Linked DNA regions of Gossypium hirsutum: region 1 is linked to region 2. Evidence: chromatin contacts called from public Hi-C data. All regions are on one chromosome and are shown on one strand. Each heading gives the region's core, a stretch centred on a gene start, on an enhancer-like site or on the middle of the called end of the contact. The rest is flanking DNA. Distances are from core to core; before and after follow the strand shown. Region 1 holds the start of LOC121219929 (myosin-16). Region 2 holds the start of LOC121219925 (probable galacturonosyltransferase 6).

What was found. Hi-C and Micro-C count contacts between places; a contact is called where the count stands out from the background.
Region 1: a Hi-C map of leaf shows a contact between it and region 2, with 2.7 times the contacts expected there. The contact joins the promoter of LOC121219929 here to the promoter of LOC121219925 in region 2. A contact is called at or near these places in 2 of 34 Hi-C or Micro-C datasets (both in leaf).

What each region holds. Positions count from the first base shown.
Region 1 is chrD08:62,119,602-62,125,272 of Gossypium_hirsutum_v2.1, forward strand. LOC121219929 (myosin-16) reads left to right here and starts at 1,484. Exons shown (of 26, transcript XM_041098698.1): 1 at 1,484-1,820; 2 at 1,909-2,025; 3 at 2,147-2,290; 4 at 2,377-2,522; 5 at 2,604-2,760; 6 at 4,169-4,227; 7 at 4,668-4,827; 8 at 4,935-5,084; 9 at 5,177-5,310; 10 at 5,402-5,548; 11 at 5,643-5,671. The coding sequence starts at 1,818.
Region 2 is chrD08:61,968,314-61,973,850 of Gossypium_hirsutum_v2.1, forward strand. LOC121219925 (probable galacturonosyltransferase 6) reads right to left here and starts at 3,107. Exons shown (of 9, transcript XM_041098692.1): 1 at 2,412-3,107; 2 at 2,072-2,106; 3 at 1,947-1,985; 4 at 1,728-1,839; 5 at 1,574-1,629; 6 at 863-1,092; 7 at 355-712; 8 at 1-72. The coding sequence starts at 2,523.

The sequences.
Region 1 (5,671 bases), core at 234-2,733, 150 kb after region 2:
CAAAAGAGGCAGCTGCGACGGGACATGTGGGATTTTCCCGGCATCGTTACAAAGCCAAAAGTGCCTCCTCCACCGCCGCCATCAAAACAAGGACCCAAGGAAACTGTTAAACCAAAAAAAAAAAGTAAAAAGAGAGGAAGAAAGATGCAACGATATTGAAAGTTTCAACAAGAGGAACAGAGAAACCCCCGCCGGAAGGAGGAGACAGGTGGCGTTGAGCGGCGGCCGGCCGCGCCACCGACAGTAGAAACCTAGATTTTCTAGGTTATGTAGCGTTTTCCTTTGATCTGTTCCAAATTAACGATGGGTGAGGCATCCACGCAAGTTGAAGTCTGTGTTGCCACCTGTAAAGCTTTAGTATCTGTTGGTGGGTCCAAAATTTGGATCAGGCTCTTTACCCGACTCGCCTAAATATGGGTGTATTATTTTTGGTTAAGCCCGGTCTGGAATCAGATATAATTCGGGCTAGGCCCAAATTAACTCAACAAAATATTGTTTTATCGATTAAATTAACAAAAATTTACGTATATTAATCACTAATTCAATAAAAATATATGTTCATTAGTTAAAAGTGTTTGTTACGTGTCATATTAGGTTCGGGTTTAACATTTTTAATCTGAATCAGATTTGGATAAAATTTTAAATTTATTTTTTCAATCCAGACTCAACTTAAAAAAACGAACTTAAAAATTTACATAAACCCGACTCAACTTAACCCATGATCAAATTTACATATCAACAATGATATGATCAAAATCCTAGTAAGATTATTAGCTCTTTAAAGTATTTGATAACCTTGTAACACTATGTCTAACATCCTCCAAGTAAAAGAACAATGCTTGCAATATGCTAGAACACCAAAATTAACATTTCTAGGAAAACAATATCTTGAAAAGGGGAAACGTAATTACCGCCCACCAAGAAAATTTTAATTTTGAATAATTATTTGGTATATTGCAAAATTTAATTTGAAAATGCACCTTTATAAATATAATTAGATTTAATTTTGAATAATTATTTGGTATATTCCTAAAGAAAACACAAATTTTAAATATACCATAAAATTTTAATTAATATTTAACAAATAAATATAATTTAATGTCGATTTATTTATTTAATTTGTTAATTTATTGTTTTTTTTGGTTAAAATAAACTATAAATTACAGATTTGAAATTTAACCCTACTTTTACTTTTAATTATTTAGTCTTTTTATTTTTTAAATATTAAAATTTAGGCCTAATTTACTGTTAAATTTGTTAGTGTGACATTTTAAAATAAAAAAAATACTCACTTACTAATCATGTAACTAAAAGAATGACATGAATCTGAAACACACAAAAAAATTAAGGGGTTAATAATTGACTTTGTATTTTTAAGTCTGAAAATTAAGGGACTAAATTCTAAATTTATGAAAAGTACAGGAACTTGTGTCAAATTTTAGCCATTTTCCCCTACAGAGTGTGATTGTAAGGGGCACCCTCACCTTCTCCGTTGAAAACGTATAAAAGGAAAAGGAAAAACGAACCACACGAGGCTCCAAGAGAAATGGCGAAATCCATGGAGTGCTCCGATTATCGCGTTTTGCTCAAACCAATCCCAATTCCAATCTCGACCCAACCAACAACATGCTCTTCCTTCTCTGGGAAAGAAAAAAAAATCTTTATTTCTGCCTTGTTTTTCTTTTACTTTCTTCCTTCGAACCCATCAATGGTGACATTCCTGTTGCATCGGCTTTTGGGTTAGAACCCTTATCCAAAGTGATGGGTTTCATTTGATTTCAATCAAACTCCAAGGAATTTTACATTCACTGTAAGGAATGGTAGGTAGAGTTCATGTAATTTTCTTCAAAGCATACAATAAGATTACTAATTTGATCTCCCTAAAAACTGGTGCTGTTGATGCCACAGGAAATTACTGTAGGTTCCCATGTATGGGTTGAAGACCAGGAATTGGCTTGGGTTGATGGGGTTGTAACTAGTGTTAATGGAAATGAAGCTGAGGTTGAAACTATTAATGGGAACCAGGTAAGACAGATTTATGCTTCTTAAAAAGCTTTACATTTTGGTTCAGCTTTTTCAGTACTATTAATTGCAATGGATCTTAATAACCCAGTTTTTCAATTTTTTTCATCATAATGTTGGTTAGGTTACTACAAAGTTATCTAAATTGTATCCCAAGGATATGGAAGCACCCGATACGGGTGTTGATGATATGACTAAGCTATCATACTTGCACGAGCCTGCTGTGCTTCACAATTTGGCCACCAGATACGGAATCAAAGAGATTTATGTAAGATCAACCTCATTTTTGGTTTTGAACCATTAAGTATTGCTGCTATGAATCTGCTAGTGATACCTTTTCTGACCTTGTGGCAGACGTACTGTGGGAACATTCTCATTGCCATCAATCCATTCCAAGCAATCTCACATTTATATGATACTGAATTGATGGACAGCTATAAAGGGGCTCAACTAGGGGATCGGAGCCCTCATGTTTTTGCGATTACTGATGTTGCATATAGGTAACTATGTCTATGTTTTGTCTGTGTATAGTTTAAAGATAATGGAGCTGGTTGACTAAGAATTGTATAACTTTCAACTAGGGCTATGAATAACGAAGGCAAATCCAATTCTATACTAGTCAGTGGTGAAAGTGGGGCAGGTAAGACTGAAACCACCAAAATGATTATGCGCTATCTTGCATATTTGGGTGGCCATGCTGCTGCTGAAGCACGGACTGTTGAACGAAAAGTTCTAGAAGTAAGCTGGATGATCTAACTCTATTCTGAACTGAAGTAAGCTAATATTTCAATCTTTATCTTTGGCTTAGAGTCAAGTAAATGCTTGAAGCACACAATATGAGGACTAAAAAGTTTTGGAGCTGTCATTATGTAATTAATTAAGGCAATAATACATCATTGTTCTCTAGCGTGTTCTACAAGAGGTGTTAATGTGGTCATAGTTGTTGGGTGCAATGACTATGTTATGGTGTGATGTTATCCAAGAGTAGACTTAGCTATGCCTAAAAGTATTGGTGTTAAGACATATAGAAAACTATTTTGTGTTTCATGCTTTGTGCTTTAATTTGTAAGACGCAACAATCTTATTACAGCCTTTTTAAACACAGGGGATCTACTCATTGGATTATGGAAAAAATAATCTACTTATTTAACAGTGTGACAATTCCTCTAACATCGTCAAATGAGTAAGAGAAAAGTACACAAAAATAATATCCTTTAAATTTCCTTTGATTTCCTCTTCTAAGTTTATCTAGAAAGACTAGAATGAAAGAGTATCTCTAGGATAAAGACTAAAAATGGAAAAAAGGGTATATTTCCTCAAAATTTTAACCCAGGTATTATCCTTAAGATACTAGCATATAATGAAGAATTAGCATTGTGTGAGAAATCTTGCGCTTTAGTAGAGGGGCCTAACAAGCTCAGAGAGGATATAGAATGTGCAGTAAGGGAGCAGATGTTGGCATTTTAGCAGTAGTTTACAAGCTCAGAGAGGATAGAAAAAAAAAAGGGCTTGAACAGTTGCTTTTTTGCGTCTCTATATTCAGCTATTTTTCTTTGTCTTTTGGGGTCCATTTCTGAAAACTGCATGCGAATCAGTAAGATGGTTATTTTACTTGTTCAGACTACAAAGTCAGATTTTCATGTAATTTTGCCTTCATGCTGGATTCCACAAATGTTGATCTGGAGATGTAGCACACTATGACATGGTTGACAAACAAAAATATTGAATACAAATCAGATGAGGCAGTATGTAATATGTTAACTTTCTTGAAACCAGATGATTAAATGCATAGATCTTGAAAAGTAATAATTTTGTTACCATTTTATTGTTTTCGCATTTGTTTTAGTTATATCTTCGCCTCTATTTTACCTTTCATGAAAATCTATATGTACGTTTAACGAATTCTGGATCTGTAATAAACTACCTGCAAATAGAATCAGACACCCAAAAAGTACAAGGAAATTCAACTTTACGTGTAATAGTTATTCATTCTAGTTTTTCTTTTGACAAATCAATGGCGCCTAAATCTCCTTTTCCATTCATGTAGTTAAAATTTGAAATTATTAGTAGGTAACCTGGTTCCTCATTTTTTTCGTATGCATTTTTATCTACTTCTGAATGTTATGCACTAAATGTCTTGATGCAGTCAAATCCTGTTCTTGAAGCATTTGGAAATGCAAAAACTGTCAGGAATAACAACTCAAGGTGAGAAATTCGTGTTTGAAAACTTTCCAGTTATTTGGCTAGTCATTGAACCCAAAATTTTAAGTTTTATTGACTGGTTTGTGCCAAAGACTAACTTCTTATTTTCATCTTCTCATGCAACTTGTATATTATTCATTTCTCCCCTTTCAATTTATATTTTGTTAGCTTTTCTAGTTCAAGCTGTAAAGGTAAAAAGGTTGTTGAATAATGGATTTGCTTCCGTAGTGGCATCTTTGTTTAAATCACTACATTAGAAGTTCTTATCAAGCCTGATACTTCTTTTGAGAAAGTCAAACTAATAAAATCTCTTAGCTTCTCTCTCCTTGTAGCAAAAATTCTTTCTGCTGATAAGATTGAAGTGTTATAGTTTCAAATTTCAATGATCACTTGTTCATCATGTAATTTGCATAGTTTCTGACATTCTTCATGAATTGGCACAGTCGTTTTGGAAAATTTGTTGAGATTCAATTTGATGCATGTGGACAAATATCAGGGGCTGCCATCAGAACTTATCTCCTAGAAAAATCTCGTGTTTGCCAAATTTCAGAGCCTGAACGGAACTACCACTGTTTTTACCTTCTTTGTGCTGCACCACCGAAGGTTTATATTTAGCTTGATTCTACATTGTTGATTGCATAGCTCTTTAATAATTTTTCATGAAACTTTATCATAGCATTTCATCTGACCAGTTTTTTAAGTCCTGTCAGGAGATCGAGAAATATAAGTTGGGAGATCCTAAGTCGTTTCATTACCTTAACCAATCTAGTTGTTATGAACTGGTTGGTGTAGATGATTCCCATGATTATCTTGCCACCAAGAAAGCTATGGATATTGTTGGGATAAGTGTGGAGGAACAGGTCTCCCATCTGCTATGTAGCTTTGATGTATTTTGCTTGCCTGTCTTCTTTATGTAACCAGACTGGGAATAATATCTCCTTCTCTTTTTCAGGATGCAATTTTCAGAATTGTGGCTGCAATTCTTCATCTGGGCAATATTGCATTTGCTTTGGAGGGAGAAGATTCATCTGTGTTAGAGGATGACAAAGCCAAATTCCATCTTCAAGTTACAGCAGAGCTACTCATGTATGGCTATGTCCTAGGTTTTCTCTTGGCTTGCTGTTTCCTTTCCTATCCTGTCTCTCTGCATTAGGAGATCCACTGATCCTCATTACAGGTGTGATCTTGAAGCATTGGAAACTGCACTGTGTAAGCGCAATATGGTCACTCCAGAAGAAGTTATCAAAAGGAGCCTTGATCCACTTGGTGCAGCAATTAGCAGGGATGGTTTAGCAAAGACAATATATGCTCGTTTGTTTGACTGGTAAAATGCTAACTTCTGAAGCATTTATGCAGTTCCATAACTCATTTTAAACTGGATGGGTTTCTTATCAATGCCTCATTTGTGTTGCATCCAGGTTGGTTAAGAAAATTAATGTCTCTATTG
Region 2 (5,537 bases), core at 1,857-4,356:
TAAAAACCACATTGAAATTGAAGGGAGGTTGAGAAAATCAGTCACCACATGAAAAACAATTTTCTCTGGTTCCTGCATAGCCAATATTGATCATCAGGGTATATTACAACAACCAATATGTAAACCATAGGCTCATTTTAGAGAGGCAAAGGTGAAAGAACTCCTTAGCAACTTTGGAAAGCTTATGCCACCGAAACTCGAATCATTATAATCCATTATAAATAATAAATAAATCATTTACTAGTTGTGTAAAACACCAAAGCCTTCTTGCATGAACACTAAGGTGACATCAAAACTTGATGAAAACTGATGAAACCAAAAAAAAACGGGCGGAAATGGCGAAGACAGTTTTACCTTTGCAGAGGAAACTGTGGAGTTAACAACAACAGCACAAGCCAGAATATTGTCAGAGAATACTGAATAGTGATAAAGGTCTGGATCAATCAACTTTTCTTGGTTAGGAAACTGCCTGTCCTCTGGTTGAAGGAAAAAATATTCAGCCGTCAGCTGCATGGAGAGGCAGTGAAGTCCTTTAGGGGTAGTCCTTCCAGCAAGTTGAACAAGATATGACTCTTGATTCCTCTGTGACCGAATCTGTTCTTGCGCATTATTAGCCATGGCACGAAGTTTGTTAGCTATCTGAGAGCAGTCAGGGTATGCACGATTCGCTTTGCCCAATGCAGACTCCATCAATCTCATTTTCTGATAAGCCCTGAAAAATCAACTATTCTTCAGATATAAAATTTAGTGGAAGCAATTTAAGCCTAAATCTAGCTTAGTTAGTGAATGGTAATCAAGAATTCAAGTTTATTATTGAATATAATGCATTGGTAAGTTTTATCTACTTTTTTTTTTTTTTTACCTCCGTGGTAAATCAGAATCCTTGCTGGCTTCACCAATTACTTGTTCAATCTCTTTGATTCGATTTCTCAACTCTTTCATCAAGTGGGAGTTGGTATTTGGTGGTTGAAAACTTAAATATGCTTTTGCTCTAACGAGCTGATCTCTCATCTTCCTTACCTTCTCATCCGCCCTACAAGGTTGAGACTGCAAATGCTGATCAGGTCCGCCTGTTTCTTGGTTAGGTTGCTCCTACATCCAATAAGTAAGTGTTAACTATATGTTATAGATGAATTCAATAACTATATGTTAACCCCACCCCAACAGGGGAAAAAAGCCCTGTTTGTAAGCTTCAGGTTCTAATGGCAAGATTACAGAAGAAATTTTTGGTCACAAGAATGACAAATGGAATTTGTTCTGGTATTTGCTCGGATTTAAAGATGAGTGCTTCAATGATTTTTACATTACAAGCAAAGCAAAAACTGAATTTGTGACACAAAATGATACAAGGAGGAGGTCTGGTGCAATTTTGAAGGCTGATAATTTTACCAAAACTATTTGGTGCCAGAAAAACAGAACCTGTCTTCATCATATAGATTCACAATAATAATATAGCAACAATACCATCACCTGCTATCCTCACAAGACTAAAACTATATGTTACTGCAACATACTCTAAAAACTTACATTCAAATGAATAGCAGCTTGTAATACTTAAGAAACATAAACACACCTTGTCCGTGGAGTTCACCCCTTCCGTACTCTGTTGAATTTGATGCTTCTCTTTTCCTTCATGAGTAGTTTCAGAATTTAGAAATGGAGCAACTCAGAGTCACATTTGTTTTAAAAGATTCAAGAACAGTACATGCAACCCAAGTAATACTCACCATTTGTTTCTAACAGATCATGATTCTTATCAGAAATGTGACTAACTACTGAACTAAAATTCTTCTCTTTGAAAACAATAAGTTCTGGACCTTTTAATTCTTCAGCACCTTCCTAAATAAGAAAGCGACAAAGATTGATAAGCATAAACTGTTAAAATCATTTCAAGATAAAATGCCCATAGCAAAAATGTGAGCTAAAGCCATAAATCTTAAAGCTACCTGTTCAATTGCATTGAATCTTAAATTATCTGCCCTATGCTTCTGTATCAAACCAAAAAAAATTTACAAATCTACCAAAAAGTTAAAGAAAAAATAGAACAGATTCAAGTAAGAGAGATCCATACGATACTAGCCAAATCCTCAATGAAATCTTTCTTGCCTGTCGTCACAGAAAAAAAATGCGAAGAAAACAAGATCAGTCAACATCTCAAAAGTTAAATTAAATTAAATTAAAAAGGAAATCAAATAAATGAAAGGCCAAAAATATTATATTATAAATGAAAGCAGATTCGATTAGACAATGGATGTTAGCTTAAAGTTGTACATATATTTTTCTGTAAGCTAAGACACAAAAATTACCGCTAAGTAATCCTCTTTGGCTTTCTTGTCTCATCAACTACTTCATTAACGATAAAAATGCATTCGAATTTTCAAGAAAAAAAAGAAAGATTCAAAGATGATTACCGATGGAAGTGAGGGTTTTGAGTCTGAAAGAAACCACCACGATTGGAGCCAGTACAGATAAAGAAAGCAAAGAGAGGATCACAATCCTCAGCCATCGGCGATACTTCTTCATCAATCGATAAAATTTACAAAAAAAAAAGGCAATTTTTAAAAAAAAACATACACACACACTTCGCCTGGTGAGTTTCCTCTTTCCTTCTCTTAATCGTTCTCCGAGAAGCACATTTCACAAATTCAAATCGGCAATGATTCGATGCTTAAGTTACAAGGAACCGAAGTTCAAAAAATTTAAATAAAAAAAATTAGGGCTTCATTTTTTGCTTTTGGCGCTTTTTCCAGAGGGGAAAACCGTACCTTTGGAACTTCGTTCACGTTTTCGGTTTACGGTTCAACAACATGAGGAAGGAGACTTTTCCTCATCGTTTTTATTCTTTTCTTTTTTCCGATTTTCTTGCTTTTTTTTCAACTTTTTAAATTTTTTTCCATTTTTATGATTTAGAGAATTAAATTGTTTTTTCTGATCTGGAATTCTAGAATCATACTAATTATTAATTAACAAATTAACATATATATATATACATATACTCTGGCATGACCTGGGGGCAAGGTGTTTTGAACTCTCACAGCTTTGACTTCGCAGATTTCATATTATATACGAAGGAGATTTGAATCGCGAGAAGACGAGGGAGAGAGATGGACATGGGGGTGTGGTGGCTTACTCATTGGTTAATGATGTGGATGATTAATATTGGCCGTTGATTTTAGCCATCACTATGACGAGATTGAAATTCTTTTAGAAAATAAATTGTAGCTTAGCTGTCCAAATTAATTTGGGAAATTATTTTTGAACTATTATAAAATTTAATTTTCAACAGCTGTAACTGTATCTGTTGGCAAAAAAAAGAACGGAAAAAAAACTTTACACGCCAACTTTTAGGGTAAACTACCTAGTTAGTTACTCACTTTTAGGGTATTTTCATTTTGGTCACCAAAAATAAAATCCTTGCAATTTCATCACTCAACTTCTAATAGCAATTATATCTCTTAAGTTTAGGGTAAACTAAACTCAAAGTTATTGAACTATTAGTAATTTTACATTTTAATCACTCAACTTCAAAAAGTCACTAAATGGTCACTAAACTATTAAAAAAATTTCATTTAAGTCACTGGGATGTTAAAATCGTCATTGTATGACCTTCTCCATTCTCGCCTCTGGAACCAATCAAAAGGATAAACCTCTCTTCCTCTTCTACAATTTAGTTTTCTTCATAAAATAACTTTGAATGTCATGAATTTGCGAACCAATTTCCAAACAGCTTTCTTTTTCGATATCTGACACCGATTATTATATCAACTTAGATCTAAGATATCTTATTCTACTAGTCAATGAGTATTGTTCTACTACATTCGATTGTTGAATCATTGTTCAAAGCTCGCTAGCCAAACTTAAAAAAAAAAGACTTAAAAATCCAGTAACTAAAATAAAAATATTTGAATAATTCAATGACTATTTTATAACTTTCGAAATTAAATGTAATTTACTTAACAAACTAATTATGCAAATATAAAATTATACCATTCATTATCAATCCAAAAGATGGTGTATGTTTTTTTCTTAATCAGCTAACAAGTATTTTACTAGGATATTAAAATTTTCATCTTCGTTGTATTATATGTGTAAAAATAAATAAATTATAGTTGATTGTATTTTTTTTAATATTAACTCAATTAAATATATATATATATATTCAACTTTTTTAATAAGTGTCACTTGCACATGAAATGTGTGTCTAACTCCCCAAGGCTCATGCCAACTACAATTGCCAATTAACGAGCAGTCATAAAGATTATTTTATTGGAAAAAATAATATATTAAATATATATATGTGTACTAACTCATTATTTTGGTTGTAAATAATAATAATAATAATAATAATAATAATAATTAATTAATAGATTATATTGTAAAAGCATAGGTTTTTAATTTAATATTTCAAATAGGATTATTAAGCCCCGTTACGCCGGGATTTTTAAATTATTTTTATTTATTGATATAACTTAATTTTAAATTAAATTTTATTTGGTAATAATTAATTATTTGAAAATTTATTTTTAAATTTTATTAATATTAACATGTTGTATTTTATATTAATTATAAAAAATTAAATTTATGATAACTATTTAGAATCATATACAAATAATAAATTAATATGTATTATCATGAAATTAATCACTTTAGATAAATTAATAAAAAATTTAAAAACGACATTATTAAAAGAGATAATCACAAAATTTGATAGGATTAATATCTATTGACCTTAAAATAGATAAGAAAAATATATTAATTCTATAAAAAATAATTTTAAATTTTAATTTTACTGAAATAAACTCTAAATTTTAAATTAATTTGTGAATCAACATTTAAGACAATCAAATTAAATATATTATTTAAAAATAAAAAAATTAATTAAATTTTTTTCTAATATGGATTTTGTAGAAAGATCGTTTAAATGTTTTCTATAATTTATTTTTTTTTTAAATCAAGATAAATAAATAAAAACACACACACAATTTTTTGTTTTATTGTTTTCTCCTTTTTTCCCTTCTCTGCCCTTTCTCTTTTTCTTTTCTCTCCTTCCCAGCCATCCAGCACACACACAAAAAGACAGGTGTTGGCAGCTGAGCTAAGCACATCTCTGGTGGTTTGCTACAGTACCCATGTTTGTTACTTTTATAATATATGGGTTGTTAAACTTTGTCCAATATTGAAATATTTATTGAGCTGTTTAGTTTATGGATATGACTTATTATTTTATCAGTCAAATTATATTATTAACTCTTCTACTACGCATAAAGTTACAAATTTAATCTATATGTTTTAAGTTTTTAATTATTATATTTTTAAAAAAACTTGAAATTTTAATTAGGGTCGAAATAATAATTGTTAAATCCATTAAGTTAGATTATGGTATTTCTAAAATCTTATGCAGTATATATATTTTCACTCGTGTTGTCATTTCAGGTTACTATTTTCATATAATATTCACAAAAAAATCATCTTATTTTAGTTATTGGATTTAATGGCTATAGTTTTAAAATTCACAAATATATATATAGGGACTAAAA